2 separate regions of the Sus scrofa genome follow, and region 2 is linked to region 1. The links are chromatin contacts, called in public Hi-C maps. All regions are on one chromosome and are shown on one strand. Each heading gives the region's core, a stretch centred on a gene start, on an enhancer-like site or on the middle of the called end of the contact. The rest is flanking DNA. Distances are from core to core; before and after follow the strand shown.

What was found. Hi-C and Micro-C count contacts between places; a contact is called where the count stands out from the background.
Region 2: a Hi-C map of liver shows a contact between it and region 1, with 3 times the contacts expected there. The contact joins two enhancer-like sites. A contact is called at or near these places in 1 of 47 Hi-C or Micro-C datasets (liver) and 1 of 2 datasets of contacts at active chromatin or transcription factors (alveolar macrophages).

Annotation. Positions count from the first base shown.
Region 1 is chr6:36,152,742-36,160,369 of Sscrofa11.1, reverse strand. N4BP1 (NEDD4-binding protein 1) reads right to left here. Exons shown (of 7, transcript XM_003126990.5): 2 at 3,931-5,624. Among named protein-coding and RNA genes, the nearest start is that of N4BP1, 34 kb to the right of the region's middle. Within about 2 kb of position 4,164, at least 2 of the 83 cell types and tissues checked have an H3K27ac peak or open chromatin away from gene starts, as enhancers often do. A contact at or near this core is called in liver, where this site is marked.
Region 2 is chr6:36,292,463-36,300,090 of Sscrofa11.1, reverse strand. It overlaps LOC106507585 (a long non-coding RNA gene), which reads left to right. Exons shown (of 2, transcript XR_001303659.2): 2 at 5,151-5,411. Among named protein-coding and RNA genes, the nearest start is that of SIAH1, 41 kb to the left of the region's middle. Within about 2 kb of position 3,185, at least 3 of the 83 cell types and tissues checked have an H3K27ac peak or open chromatin away from gene starts, as enhancers often do. A contact at or near this core is called in liver, where this site is marked.

The DNA.
Region 1 (7,628 bases), core at 2,915-5,414:
CTCATCTACATGGAAAATTATCTATCCAGATAAGTCAGGTGCTCTTATGCTGAAGTTTCAAAGTGACAGAGACGGAGTCTTATCTGGCCACCACGGTGATGTCTAGCCATACACCGCAAACAATTTCCATTTACTCATTGTTTGACTCATTCATGGTGACAAAGGGGAAAAACCAAGGAGAGATATGCATAATCAGCAGCATTAAGTAGGGTATTTCGGAATTTCTCACGGTGTGTAATAAACTGCAGACATCATGCTGGATAGGCAATAAACAAAGGCTTTGCAGAAACCCAGGGATAGGTGGGTCTGAGCCGGTTTAGGGTGGGGTTCAAACCTATTGCTTAAGGTCGCAAATTTCCTTTTAAACTACCTCCCCAACTAGCTGGGTCAAATTAGTGAGGGTTACTCAGCGGTGCCCAAGCAACTCAAGTCGTGTATCCAATGCTGCCAAGGCCTAAAATTCAACCCCGGCTTCTATGGGAGGAGGCGGGAGGCGGGGGGGGGGGGGGGGGGGGGGGGAGAATGATGGCTCTGAAGAGAGCTATCATGGGCCCAAATCTCTTATCTTTGTAACTGTGGACAAGATTTTTAAGCCATTTCATGTCATCTGCATTACAGATAATTTTTGCCTCATAAAATTGGTGTGATGGAGTTCCCAGCGTGGCTCAGCGGTAACAAACCTGGCTAGTAGCTATGAGGAGTCGGTTCGATTCCTGGCCCTGCTTCGTAGGTTAAGGATCCCTGGTTGCCTTGAACTGCGATGTAGGCTGCAGACACGGCTCAGATCTGGTATTGCTGTGAGCTGAGGTGTAAGGTGGCAGCTGCAGCTCTGATTTGACCCCTAGCCTGGGAACCTCCATATGCCGCAGGTGAGGCCCTAAAAAGAAAAAAGAAAAGAAAATTGATGTGAAGATTATATTTTAAAAGATAATAATACCTGATACATAATAGGTATTTCAGCTTTAAATTCCAAATATTTGTTGAAATTCAAACTAAATTGATTACCGGAATAGCAACTGGAAGAGTAACTGGAAGAGCAAGTCATAAATGGGTGGTAAAAAAGTCACTTAAACAATCCTAATCTTCCTTAAATTATTCATTCATTCAACAAATCAGAGTGGCTACTACGGTGGTAGTTCAGTGAACAGAACAAATAGGAAACACTTCCTTTATAGAATTTATAGCTAATTCACATTTAACACCGAAGCAATTACTTGAGCATAAGGACTCATTTTTTTGACTTAAAAAAATTAAGGTGAAATTCACATATCATAAAGCAATCATTTTCAGGTGAACAATGCAGTGGCATTTAGTACATTCAGTGCTGTGCAGCCACCACTTGTATCTTGTTCAAAAACATTTCCATCACTCCAAAATAAAAAAACCCTGTACCCCCCCCATTAAATAGTTTCTTCCCACAGTAAAAGTTAATTTTAACTAGTGGTATTTTCAGATCACTCTACATCAAATTAAGTATAAGTTTGTCTTCTTAGGATAACACACCCTTTGTAAAAGAGCTACTTTTAAACTGAGACATCTATGAATTCAAAGAAAATTCAAAACCTCTTTCAAAATAATTACTTTTTAAAAAAAATGAACAAAAGTCAGCTTGTGGTTTCCCTTAGTGCACCAAGTCAGTGGTTTTCAAAAGAAATGGTACTGTACTAAGGGGTGTTAGGAAATATGTGACAGTGTTCTGGGGTGTCACAACGACTGGGGGGCATTATGGGTAAAGTGGGAGGGACTAGATATGCAAAACATCCTGGCTTGGACAGATAGTGTCACTCTAAATTCCAATAGTGACCCCTCTGAGCAATATACTAGTTACTACGGAAAGGTTTAAGAAGTGTCAGTATCACTGCTCATTTGATCTTAATTTGAATTTCTTAGTCTTTGAACACCAATTTGGGAAATCTTTTCATATATTGAAAATAAAAAAGGATTAATATTACAGTTGTGGTCCAAATTTTATATCATCATTTGGCTCAAGAAACTGTAACAATGAGGAACTGCTGTGGGCTTGGACTGTGAGTGACTGAAATTGCACTTGACATTTTTACTTAGATAATGCTATGCAGCTGTGGGCCATTTGCTGGGTTTCCCCCAAAAGAACTGCCAAAAAAAACCAAAGTGAAATGACAATAGACACTATTATTTGGAAATGAAGACAAGTGTATTACATATTTTTACTGTCTATGTTCAAACTTTAAAATGTGAAATGCTGGCTTTTACTTTATGTTATTTTTGACAGCAAAATATAGCACCATTTAAAAAAAAATTAAGGAGTTCCCGTCATGGCTCAGTGGAAACGAATCTGACTAGCATCCATAAGGACGCAGGTTCAATCCCTGGCCTCGATCGGTGGGTTAATAATCCGGCGTTGTCGTGAGCTCTGGTTTAGGTCTCAGACGTGGCTCAGATCCCAAGTTGCTGTTGCTGTGGCTGTGGTGTATGCCAGCAGCTATAGCTCCGATTTGACCCCTAGTCTGGGAACCTCCATATGCTTCGGGTGCGACCGTAAAAAGACAAAAAATAAAATAAAATAATAAAAAAATCAAAAGAATCCTTGTATTTTAAAAGACAGATACTAAAATATTTATAGATGGAAATGAGATGTGAGAATGTCTTCAAAATAATACAGATGAAAGGGAGCAGGTAGGATATAAATGAAACAATGTTTGAAGGGATGAAACAAGACAGGCCAGGAGTTAACTACTGGAGGTAGGTGACGGGCACATGGGAGTCCCAAATGAGACCAACACAGAATTCATATTTTTCTGTTTGAAAATTCTAACCAAAAAACCGACAAAACAAAAAAACAAGAGATATATAATAAATGCTTATTTTAGTAATAAAAACTTACTTTATTTTTCAATCTCATCAAGTATTCCTGAAAAATCAGAGGATTAACTGATTTTTTAGAACTTCTACGAAGGAGTTACATAAACATTCAGGAATTCAGAAAAGTATGGCTGACCCTCAAACAACACAGGTTTGAACTTGGAGGGTCCATTTAAGTGTGGATTTTTTTCAACAGTGATCCTAGGACGCAGAACAACTCTATGAGGGCCAACTGTCAAGTTACACACGGATTTTTGACTGGGCAGAGAGTCAGCGCCCCCTAACTCCTGAGTAGTTAAAGGGTCAACTGTATTTCAACTTCTCCTTCACTCTTTGTCCAGGTGCCCCTTTTCTTGAATTGCAGCTACTTAACATGCTAAACCCTGAAGATGTCCTCAGACAGCAGGTCCACACTGGGGCAGAGATGCTGAGCGCTACACACTCCTTAGTCACTTTATCGAACCGCCCCTTACAATCCCACACTCGAGGTATAAAATCAGAATCCTAAGAGGGTTCCAAGACAGGCTAACTAGAAATGATCATTTAACACTTTTTATTGAAAACAAATGTAAAAACGTCTAGTAAGAGCAAAGGCCCAAAAGGAAGCTCAAACTGTAGAATTGCCTTAGAAAGGAAATTGTTATCACTATCGACAAAAGTATAAGCCCACCACATCCATTATTACTGCACACTCTTGGTGAAAGACCTGGCATGCTGTATTATAAAAAGAAAAAAAAAATCTCTTTTTTTTGCCTTAAGCGTCATCATATTCAGAACCTAATGTATTCATGGTATTAAGAACCTAAGGATTCAAAAGTCTCCACACTGCTTATTACAGGGAAATGCAATGTGAAAAAAACAAGTTTTCTACCATCCCTTGGCCTCAGATCTAGGTCCAGCAGAGTGAAGCAAAGTTCAGGATGCCACAAGACACCAATCAGCTGGTTTTTCTTTCCTTTTTTCAGGTAAGGCTATATATATGTATCAACTACACAGAGGCACAGGACAGCTCCTACAAATGCATGCAATTCTGAGATGCTGCTAAGAGCCATATTGAAAACTGTAATATAATTTGTAGAGTGGACTTACGTAATTGCAACATTGCTGCCGTCTATAACAATGTGCTTCAGATCTGTTCTCCCTGGTTCATTTTTTAATTCCAGCTTGTAGGGCACTTTCAGAGTATCTCGAAACCTTTGAACCCCTGTAACTGAGGAATCAATATGCTCAGAAGGTCCTGCCAACCTGGCATCAGTCACTGAAGGTAACAGATGGGGCAGCGGCATCGGTGGAGAAAGAGGTGGGCAATTTGGCTTGGACTGAGGAGAGCCACCACATCCCGAACGGTTTTCACAGGCAGACTTCATATTATTCGGAAGCAAGGGCTCTGCTTGCGGCTGCAAACCGTTTTCAGGAAAAACGGGAATTCTGGGCTGGTGACTTGAAGCTCCTCTTGAAACAAAATTGACAACTTCTTTGGGACTTGAAGGGGCAACAGAGGGTGAAAGGCCATCGGTTTCAAGGTCTATGTTACAAACGTAGTTCTGATTTGAACTCCAGATTTCTTGTTTCTGTTCTATTGGCACTGTTCTGAAAGTATTAATTTTGCAATTTGAGGTACATGGTTTTGATTCAACTTTGAATGGTAGCTGAGAAAATTTTTCTACCATGTTTTGCTGTGTGTGAGTCTGTGTTTTCTTTGGAGTGGAATCTGTCGTAAGTTCATTTACGCTGCTACAAACACCTTTATTTTTGGTTTTGTTGGTCTCTGGGTACGTAGTACCAGGTAAAAATTCTCTCTCTTCTTGGAATCTTTTATTTTCTTTCTCAATTTCCTCCAACAGCAATAATGGTTCAGTAGTTGGCCCGTACTCCCTAATGACCTTTTCAACAATTTCTTGAGAATAGCCCATGGTTTTAAAAAAGTTGACGAGGATATTGTATTCCATTTCCTCAGTAGTGTCTTTTACATCTGGATTTAAATTTTCGGCATCAGTAGAAGAATCAGATAGGTCAATGATTACATTTCCAGCTAATGTCTTACCTTCATGTAAAAGCTCTCCCTCTTGAACATTTTCCAGAGAAAATTGTTTCTTGGTATGCCTTTCTTCAGAATCAGAAAATCTCCTTTTGTGACAAACTCTATCTTTGGAAAGCGCCTCTTCATCTGGGGTTAGTCCATTTATTGGAACAAAAAGGACATCTTGTGAGCTAGAAAAGACTGTGTCCATTTGTTTTGTAAGCTCAGTAACGGGAGTCCCAGCTTTGTTTCTTGCATCTTCCTGCAAAACAATTTCATCTCTGGAAATATTCAGCCCTGCGGCAGCACTCTGCGTAAACTCTCTTTGTTTAGAATCTCTAATTTCAACAACATCATTGTCTCCTGTTTCAAATAGATTCTCCTCGCCCTGGGTCAGTGCCAAAAGTTCTTTTTTCAAGGAAGTGGGCAAAATCAACAAGTCCATTGTGTAACTGTCTGCACGAGCTTCAACAAATTGTTTAAATTCCCTTTTTACCTCTGATTCTTTTTGGCTGTTGGGTAGGTTCTCATTATTCTCGAAGAGCTTTACAAACTGCTGAATGTGACTCCGAGCCATGACCACAGCTTCGGCACTTCCTCTGATGCCCAGAAGACCGATGTCGAGAATGCAGAGATCGGCACAGGTGTCCTGAATCAAGCTCTTCAGAAACAGGCTCTGAGCCCCAACAAAAATGCAGTGCATGGCCTTGGGGTAACATTCTCTTTCTTCTAGTTCAGGTTCACAGATTCCTTTAATATATTCCTGCAAAGAGAAGAGAAGAAAAATGAGATCAATTTACCAAAGCTCCTTACAGCACATATATTATGTTACACGTGAGATTACAAATGTCAAGCTGTATAAAAATCCAGAGCATGCTGGGAGTTCCCATGGTGGCTCAGCAGAAACGAATCTGATTAGTATCCATGAGCATGCGGGTTCGATCCCTGGCCTTGCTCAGTGAGTTAAGGATTGGTGTTGCTGTGAGCTGTGGTGTAGGTCGCAGACAGGGCCTGGATCTGGCCTTGCTGTGGCTGTGGTAGAGGTGGTTACAGCTCGGACTCGATCCGTAGCCTGGTAACTTCCATATGCTGTGAGTACAGCCCTAAAAAGATTTAAAAAAAAAAAAAAAAAAGCATGCTAATATCTTTGGGGAAGATACCACATTTTATCTAAAATATTTAAAATAACAAATATAAGTTGCTTAACTGTTTTCAGAGGAACTGAAAACTGTGCATCTAAGTCTAAAAGGCAGGTATTTATATCATTTTTCAATAGTGTATCTTGCCATGTGATCTTAGGGGTCTGCCCAGCTGCACAGTGGTTAATGACAAGACTGGATTTATTTACGTCTATAAACAATAAACATCTTTGCTTGCTACTAGTCACTTTTTAAAACTATGATATAATTAAGAGAGAAGATAATCAAGTCAAATAACTTTTACTCCAGAACAAACCCTGACTTTTGCTTTGCTACTACTGTTTCCAAATAAAACAGACTGATTTAAAAAACAAAACAAAACAATAAATTAACAAAAAACAAAAACAAAACTTTCCAGCTGCCTGGAACAATGTATATGCTATATAATTTTATGTCTATTTACTAAGAAAGACCAGGCTATTTAAATGTAGATCTAAATATAAAGAACCACAAAGTGCAGAGTAGTACTGCCATTCTCAGAGATAAGGCTAGGGTTTCTAGTGAATTGGTATTGAAAGAGGTCTGAACAAGGTAAGAAAGGGAACTGGGTTCTTGAGCAATTCGGTTGCCACTGGAGGCAGAAGTGTGAATCACGTAAACAAGGGGGCACTCACAGTGACCGTGGAACATACTTGCTAATAACTTGAGCACTGCAGTCAGCTCCTAGGCTCAAATTCCAGCCTTACAACTGGTGACCTTGCTCAAGTTACCAAGCCCCTCTGAGCCCAGTTTCTGCAACTGTGAGAGGCTAATGCTATCTTAGGTGTTTTGAGGAAATTCAATGAGAATGTAAAGTTTTGACAACAGTGTCTGACAGGTGTTGACTAAATAATAAAAGCACTGTTACTTAAATTAGCAGTGAAAACTTTTTGGACAGACAGCTGTAAGACATAAGCCTGGCAATACCTGATCTACACTTTCAACCAAAATTAGAATTGCGTTATCCAAAATGGTATTATTTAAAAATTCAACTTGTGTATCACCAGTTACGATGAGGTTTTACAAACTTGGACCTACTAGGTATACTTGCTCTCATAATGGCCACATATCTTCCATGAGAATTTATATACAAGTGTGTACATATTCCTTCTTTACACATTTCGCATTACAAAATTCCTGTGAGGAGGAGTTCCCACTGTGACTCAGTGAGTTAAGAACCTGTTGTCCCAATGAGGATGCAGGTTCAATCCCTGGCCTCACTCAGTGGGTCAAGGATCCGGCACTGCTGTGGCTGTGGCATAGGCCTCAGCTTCAGTTCCAATTCAATCCCTGGCCTGGGAACTTCCATATGCCACAGGTACGGCTGTAAAAAGGAAAAAAAAAAATTCCCAGCAGGAAACGAAACACCAGAAATACAAGGAAAGTGCCAATTTGGAAAAGCTCAACCCAAGCAGTATAATGTCCAGTCATGAGTTCTTTACTTCTTTATGTTCTTTTGGATAAACCTGGAATATTTGTGAGCGTGGTGATAACTGGTGCTGGACAGAGGAGCTTTTTTTTTTTGGCTTTTTAGAGCAGCATCTGTGGCATTATAGAAGTAGAAGTTCTCATGCTAGGGGTCAAATTAG
Region 2 (7,628 bases), core at 1,936-4,435, 140 kb before region 1:
GCTTAGGGCAATGCCAGATCCTTAATCCACTGAGCGAGGCCAGGGGCCAAACCAACGTTCTCATGGATAATAGTCGGGTTCGTTACCGCTGAGCCAAGATGGGACCTCCCTTTGCCCATTTTTAAATTGGGTTGTTTGTCCCTTTGTTGATGAGTTTTAAGAGTTTATTACATATTCGGGATATTAAACCCTTATCAGATACACGATTTGCAAAATCTGTGTATGATTTTCTCCAATTCTGTAGTTGTCTTTTCACTTTCTTTAAAGTGTCCTTTGAGGCACAACATTTTTTTAAAATTTTAATGAAGCCCAATTTATTTTTTCTTTTGATTTTGGTGCAATATCTAAGAATTCATTGCTACAATGTGACTTTTATGTAAGAGTGGAAGGACATATAAATGTCTCACAAAAGAATTAACATTGTAGAAGTGGCTGGTCGGGTGACTATCTTTCTTCTATAAAGAAAATATTTGGAAAGCCACATAATTACACTTAATATTGGCTAAAACAGTATTTATTTTTCTTGGACAATTCTGTTGTTTATTATTTATTTATTTGTCACATTTGCAGCATATGGAATTTCCTGGGCCAGGGATCGAATCTGAGCTACATCTGCAACCTGGGTCACAGCTATGGTCACTCCAGATCCTTAACCCACTGTACTGGGTCAGGGATTAAACCCATACCTCAGCAATGACTGGAGCCTCTGCAGAGACAATACTGGATCCTTAACACAAGGTGCTACACCAGGAACTCTGACTTTTTTTTTTTTTATTATTTAATGAGGTATGTCTGTTATTTCCTCTGAGAAGCTCTCTAAGTTCATTTTTGCCAGGTATTTGGGTCTCTACCAAAGTGGACGATTTGACACATGTCTGTGTAGCCCATAAACCTTTGCTCCTTTTACAAAAACTGCCCCCGCAGTGTCCTCTCCTACATAGGTGGCCCTGTAGAAGCCATGTGTGTGCCCTGTGATCCCATGCCCCTGGTCAGGACCTACGCTGGGCAATCAGCTTCTCCCTTGAGAATCTATATTTAAGACTGAGAAATGCTGTATTACTCTAGGGGATTACGAAGCAGTCTATTCTTCGGTTTCTGCTTCACTCTCTGCCATGTGAGATCCTGCACCTTTACAATAGACATTTCTTTGTTTGTGTGTGCATTTTGTTTTGTTTTTGGCCAAGCTCATGGCACTCCAAAATGCCCTGGCCAAGGTTGGAATCAGTGCCATAGCAGAGACAATACCCAGACCCTTAACCCCCTTGGCCATCAGGGAACTCTAGATATTTCTTCTTTGCAAGTTTATTTGGGTATATGTGGTTCCAGTATGACATTTTTGCAATACTATTTGTATTACCATATTGAGGGGCAGGTTTCTCTTCCTGCAGAGATGCTGTGTGCAGTTGGAGTTAAGCTATGAAACTGCAGTTGGAAAGGAGAGTAGGACCTGGTGAGAGCCCCAGTCAGATGGGGAGGAGGTGAAAAGCCTGTTCTTTCCTCCTCAAAGGGTTCTGAGAAGAAGGGCCCTTGAGGCAGGATGAGAATGTTGGGTCCTCCCTGAGCCCTGCCCGTTTGGGTTATCCCTCAGGAGAGGAGGTGGGGACCTCAGCCCATCCAGCTGGGGATGGGGAGCCTCCAAACACAAGGGCTAAGGATCTGCTCTCTTGGACAGAGTCTAGGGGGCATCAGCCCTGAGATGCTCTCCTCTAGTTTGGCACCATTTGAACATGACGGTGTGGGAGTGATGGTGAGGATGTGGCACCAAAGGTGGCTATAACAACTAGTCTCTGGCAGGACATCTGGCTCTCCAAGGTGTGGCATTCAGGAACCCACATTACAGGGAAGAGACACAGAGAGCCTGGGAGAGCCTGGGATTGGAGGCAGAGAGAGACTGGGCGAGCCTGGGGTCCATCAGAGACCTGTGTCTGAAGATGCTGAACCCCAGGGGTGGAGACAAGAGGGACCGGCACCCTTCAGGGGTCACCAGTCCCAGAGGGTAGGGCAGAGCAGATACTCAGCTCCAGAGACCGTGACCACCCACTGTGCACTGCTTAGGTCAGAGGGACCCTTCTGTCATGCCCAGGACTCAGTGACCCTTTCAACCAAGGCACCAGCCTGGGAGGAGGAAGGGATGTGCCTCAAGAGAGCTGTGGGATTACGGATTTGGACTCCTTTGGACAAGACTAGACACTGCTCTCCTTGCCCAGTCCCACCTCTCTGCGGGGCACGGATGCATCAGACCCTGGAAAACTGAGGAAGCCATGTTTTCTCTGTGCAGTTCAGGGTACTTGGAAGTTCAGTTCATTTATTTGTTTATTTATTTTCATTTTAGGGCTGCACGTGAAGCATATGGAAGTTCCGAGGCTAAGGGTAGAATCAGAACTTCAGCCAAGGCCTACACCACGCCAGATCCAAGCTCTGCATCTGCAACCTATGCCAACAGCTTGCAGCAACCCGGAATCCTTAACCCTCTGAGCGAGGCCAAGGACTGAACCTGCATCTTCATGGGAACTTGTGAAGTTTAGCTTAGACCATACTATGGTAAAAACTCCAAAATCCCAAATCCATAGACATGATTCTCAGGAGCCAGAAGAAGATTCCAAAGGATCCCAGGTATGGCCTCGCTTCCCTTTTCCTGTTCCCATTCCTTCTCCCTTCTTTCCCTCTGTCCCTTCCTTCCTTCTTCCATCAATAGGTAACAAAGGACCTATTCTGTGTCAGGCTCTTTGCCAAGCTCCGGGGGGCCCAAGATGATCATGGCACAATTCCTCCTGCATGGAGCTCGAGGTCCCAAGAGAAGACAGACACTAAGCAGTTTCCAAACCAGGTCATTAATGCCAACACCAAGGTGTGCCCCGGGTTGTGGAGCAGACAGGACAGCCACCCCAGTCCTCTTGGGCAGGTGTGAGGGGAGGTGTGTGAGCCTCTGAGGAGGAGGGCATGTTCCCTGGCATCTGGGGTGGACACAGTGAGTTATCTACCCCCAAACTATTCTTTGCTTCTTCCTCCCTCACAGAACCCAGATTTCATTTGGGGTTGTGCATGTGTCCATCCTAAGCACCAATGCACGACAACCAAAGCTGTTGTCCAACAACCTGTTTCCCCTGCCCCTTGTGCTTGTGGCTGTGGCCTGTGACCCAGATCTGGCGAAAAAGATACAAGGCAAAGGGAGCTTCGGCACAGCTCTGCTTCTCTGATAGACTCGGGACAGATCTGGCCCGTGCCAGCCCCTTCCCGCTCTGCCTGCTCTGAATGTGCATGTGATGCCTGGAGCTGTGGACGCTCTTGCAGTCCTGATGATGCAAAGTCAGATTGTTAAAGAGGGCAAAGAGCAAAGATGAAAATGTCTGGCTGCTCAAAGCCCTTGCTAAGCTGTCATGCTAGTCCTGGACTGTCTATTTCCAGATTTCCTTCTTTTCTTTTTCTTTTTTCTTTTTTTGCTTTTTAGGGATGCACCCATAACACATGGACATTCCCAGGCTAGGGGGTCAAATCAGAACTGCACCTGCCAGCCACAGCCACAGCTACGGCAACGCCAGATCCAAGCTGCGTCTGTGACCTACATGGCAATGCCAGATCCTTAACCCAGTGAGAAGGGCCAGGGATTGAACCCGTATCCTCCCGATGAGCCACAATAGGAACTCAAATTCTGTTTTGTTTCTTTTTTTTGTCTTTTGCCATTTCTTGGGCCGCTCCCGCAGCATATGGAGGTTCCCAGGCTAGGGGTTGAATCGGAGCTGTAGCTGCCAGCCTACACCAGAGCCACAGCAACGCGGGATCCGAGCCGCATCTGCGACCTACACCACAGCTCACAGCAACGCCAAATCGTTAACCCACTGAACAAGGGCAGGGATCGAACCCGAAACCTCATGGTTCTAGTCGGATTTGTTAACCACTGCGCCACGACGGGAACTCCTCAAATTCTGTTTTTAAACCACCTAATGAATACACTCAGAGAGATTCAACAAGAAAAGGATGATATGAAGGGGAGCAACTGGAGAATAAGAAGACATTTTAAGGAGTTTCCTGGTGGCTCAGTGGGTGGAGGATCCAGCATTGTCACTGCTATGGCTTGGGTTGCTACTGTGGCATGGGTTCTATCTTGGCCCCAGGAACTTCTGCATGTTGCAGGCAGGGAAAAAAAAAGAGAGAAAGAGACGCTTCTAAGGGTTAAAAAAATTACTGCCAAAATAAAATAAATTATTAAAGGATGGAAAGCAAAGTCACTAAAATAAATTATTAAGGGATGGAAAGTAAAGTTTGGCAGAATGTTAAACTATGAGAGAAACGATAAGAATTCAAGAGAAAGGAGAAAACAAGAAAAGCAGGAAGTAATAGAAAGAAATAATAAGGAAGAAAGAAGAGAATTTCTCTGAGTTGAATCAGGATTCGGATTTTTAGACTGAAAGAGCCCACAATGAATAAAAAGACATATTAGTGAAATGTCAGAATAGCAAAGAAACAGAAAGTCCCAAAAGTTTAAAAGAGAGAAAACAACAGGGCCTTGCTGTATAGCGCAGGGAACTCTAATCAATATTCTGGGATAACCTATGTGGAGAAAGCATCTGAAAGACAATAGATGTGTATACATGTATAACTAAATCACTTTGTCTTTTTTTTAGGGCCACACACACGGCACATGGCCATTCCCAGGCTAGGGGTCAAATTGGAGCTGCAGCTGCTGGTCATAGCCACAGCCACAGCCACAGCCACGCAGGATCTGAGACCTACACCACAGCTCATGGAAACGCAGGATCCTTAACCCACTGAGCAAGGCCAGGGATGGAACCCGCAACCTCATGGTTCCTAGTCGGGTTCGTTAACCACTGAGCCACAACGGGAACTCCCCTCATAACTTCTTTATATTCTCCCATGCCTCATAGTGCCTACAAATGCTGATGGATATACATTGGTTTTTACAACATGTATTACAATTGGTTCAGTTTGGGGCATCTTTAAAACTTCTGGCCCCACAAGGGCTATTTCTGGGGGACAAAACTGTCCTGTTTCTTGATTTGGATGTGTCTGTCTGGGTTAGACAGATGTATTTCCTTTAGGAAAAAGCCATCAGGCTGTATGTACTCTTGTATGTGCACTTTTCTTTACGATTGACTAAAGGAAAAGGGATTTTTGTTTTGTTTTTTGTTAAGTGTAGCTGACAACATGACGTGTGAAAGGCGGAGGGGGGACGGATGAAGAGTTCTGCTGTCTTCATCTTACAAAGTGAGAGAGAAGTTCGGGAGTATCTCAGGATGATGGAAAAGACTATTTCAATTTACAAAGACAACCAATGGACCAAAGAAAAGCAAGGATGGAACTACCGTGCGAGTTAACAGATATCTTCAAAGATAGAATTAACTACCTGAAGACTTGTAATCACCCGTGATAAAGAGATTGCTTCTGTGATGGAAGACTGCTGTCACCTGTTATTTTATTTTATTTTATTTTATTTTAGTCTTTTTGCCTTTTCTAGGTCCGCTCCCAGGGCATGTGGAGGTTCCCAGGCTAGGGGTCTAATCGGAGCCATAGCCACCAGCCTACGCCACAGCCACAGCAACTCGGTATCCAAGCCAAGTCTGCAACCTACACCACAGCTCATGGCAACGCCAGATCCTTAACCCACTGAGCAAAGTCAGGGATTGAACCCGAAACCTCATGGTTCCTAGTCGGATTCGTTAACCACTGAGGCATGATGGGAAATCCGGACCTGTTATTTTAATACTATAAAGCCTGAAAACAATGCAAGTGTTAAATTGCATGATACAATCTATGAGGTCGGAAAGGGAGCTGAGAAGGGACTGTTGCTATTTCAGGCTGGGTAACTCTTTGCTCTTTGCTACCAAACAATGTCACCAAGACTCATCATGGGTCTAAAGGACCCTTTGGCTTTGAAAAGTTCTTAGGACACAGTGTATCAAAGGCCGTTTTTCTTCTTTTCTTTATTTATCTTTTTTCTTTTTTTGCTTTTTCAGGGCCACACCCACAGCATATAGAAGTTCTTAGGCTCGGGTTGAATCAGGGCTGCAGCTGCTGGCCTACACCACAGCCACAGCCATGTAGGATCCAAGCCACATCTGAGAATTACACCACAGCCCACGGCACACCCTGGATCCTTAACCCACTGAGCAAGGCCAGGGAGTGAACCCGAATCCTCATGGATACTAGTTGGGTTCATTACAACTGCACCACAACGGGAACTCCCTCAAAGGCCTTTTTTCTTAATCTTTATTTCCTGGATTGGAGATGGTATTTCCAAATCCTGGAGTTTTTGCACTTGAGGAAAACATCAACAAATTTTAAGGGTGCTGGGAGATTCTCAAGGATGCCTCAAGCAAAATTAATATTAATCTACTTTATTTTTTTGTCTTTTTTTTTTAGGGCCACACCCACGGCATATGGAGGTTCCCAGGCTAGGGATCGAATCGGAGCTGTAGCCTCCAGCCTACACCACAGTCACAGCAAGGAGGGATCAGAGCCACGTCTGCAACCTACACCAAAACTCAAGGCAACATCAGATCCTTAACCCACTGAGCAAGGCCAGGGATCGAACCTGCATCCTCATGGATACTAGTCAGGTTTGTTAAACCACTGAGCCATGATGGAAACTCCTACTTTATTTTTTAAAACGCAGTTTATACCCATCGGCTCTAGGAAAGGGAGCTCTGGGTGTGGAAAATATGGAGGAGTCTGTGAATTTGCATAAAACTAGAGAATTTGGGGGAGTGGTTGCCATGGAATTGAACATAATCAGATCTGTTACATATCCTGAACAAAGAGGATAATATCAATTCACAAATATTTATTCATTGATTTCACTCCAAAACCATCCACACTGTACTGGGTGGACATTGGAGACTCACTCCAAACTCCCAAGGACCTTTGAGGATAGTGGTCTGATACTGGGAATTAAAATGGCAATTCATGTGAACCTTCTTAGGAACTCTCCTACCCTATTAGTGGGAATGTAAACTGGTGCAGCCACTCTGCAGGACAGTATGGCAGTTCCTTAGAAAACTGAAAATAGAGTTATTGTATGATCCAACATCTGACAAAGACGAAAACTCTCATTTGAAAAGATACATGCACCCCAATGTTCAGAGCCACACTGTTTACAATAGCCAAGATATGGAAGCGACCTAAATATCCATCAACAGAGGATTGGATAAAGACAATGAGGTATATATACAATGGAATATTACTCAGCCATAAAAATAATGAAATGATGCCATTTGCAGCAACATGGATGAACCTAAAAATTACACTAAGTGAGGTAAGTCGGACGAAGATAATTATTATATGATATCACTTATATGTGGACTCTAAAAAATAATACTAATGAATTTATTTACAAAACAAAACGGACTCACAGACATAGAAAACAAAATTATGGTTACCAAAGGGGAAAGTGGGGGGAGGTATAAATTAGGGGTATGGCATTGACGGATCTACACTACCGTATATAAAATACATAAAGAACAAAGCCCAGAGTTCCCATCGTGGCGCAGTGGAAACGAATCTGACTATGAACCATGAGGTTTCGGGTTCCGGCCCCGGCCCCAATCAGATCCGGCGTTGCTGTGAGCTCTGGCTTACATCACAGATGCAGCTCCGATCTGGCGTTGCTGTGG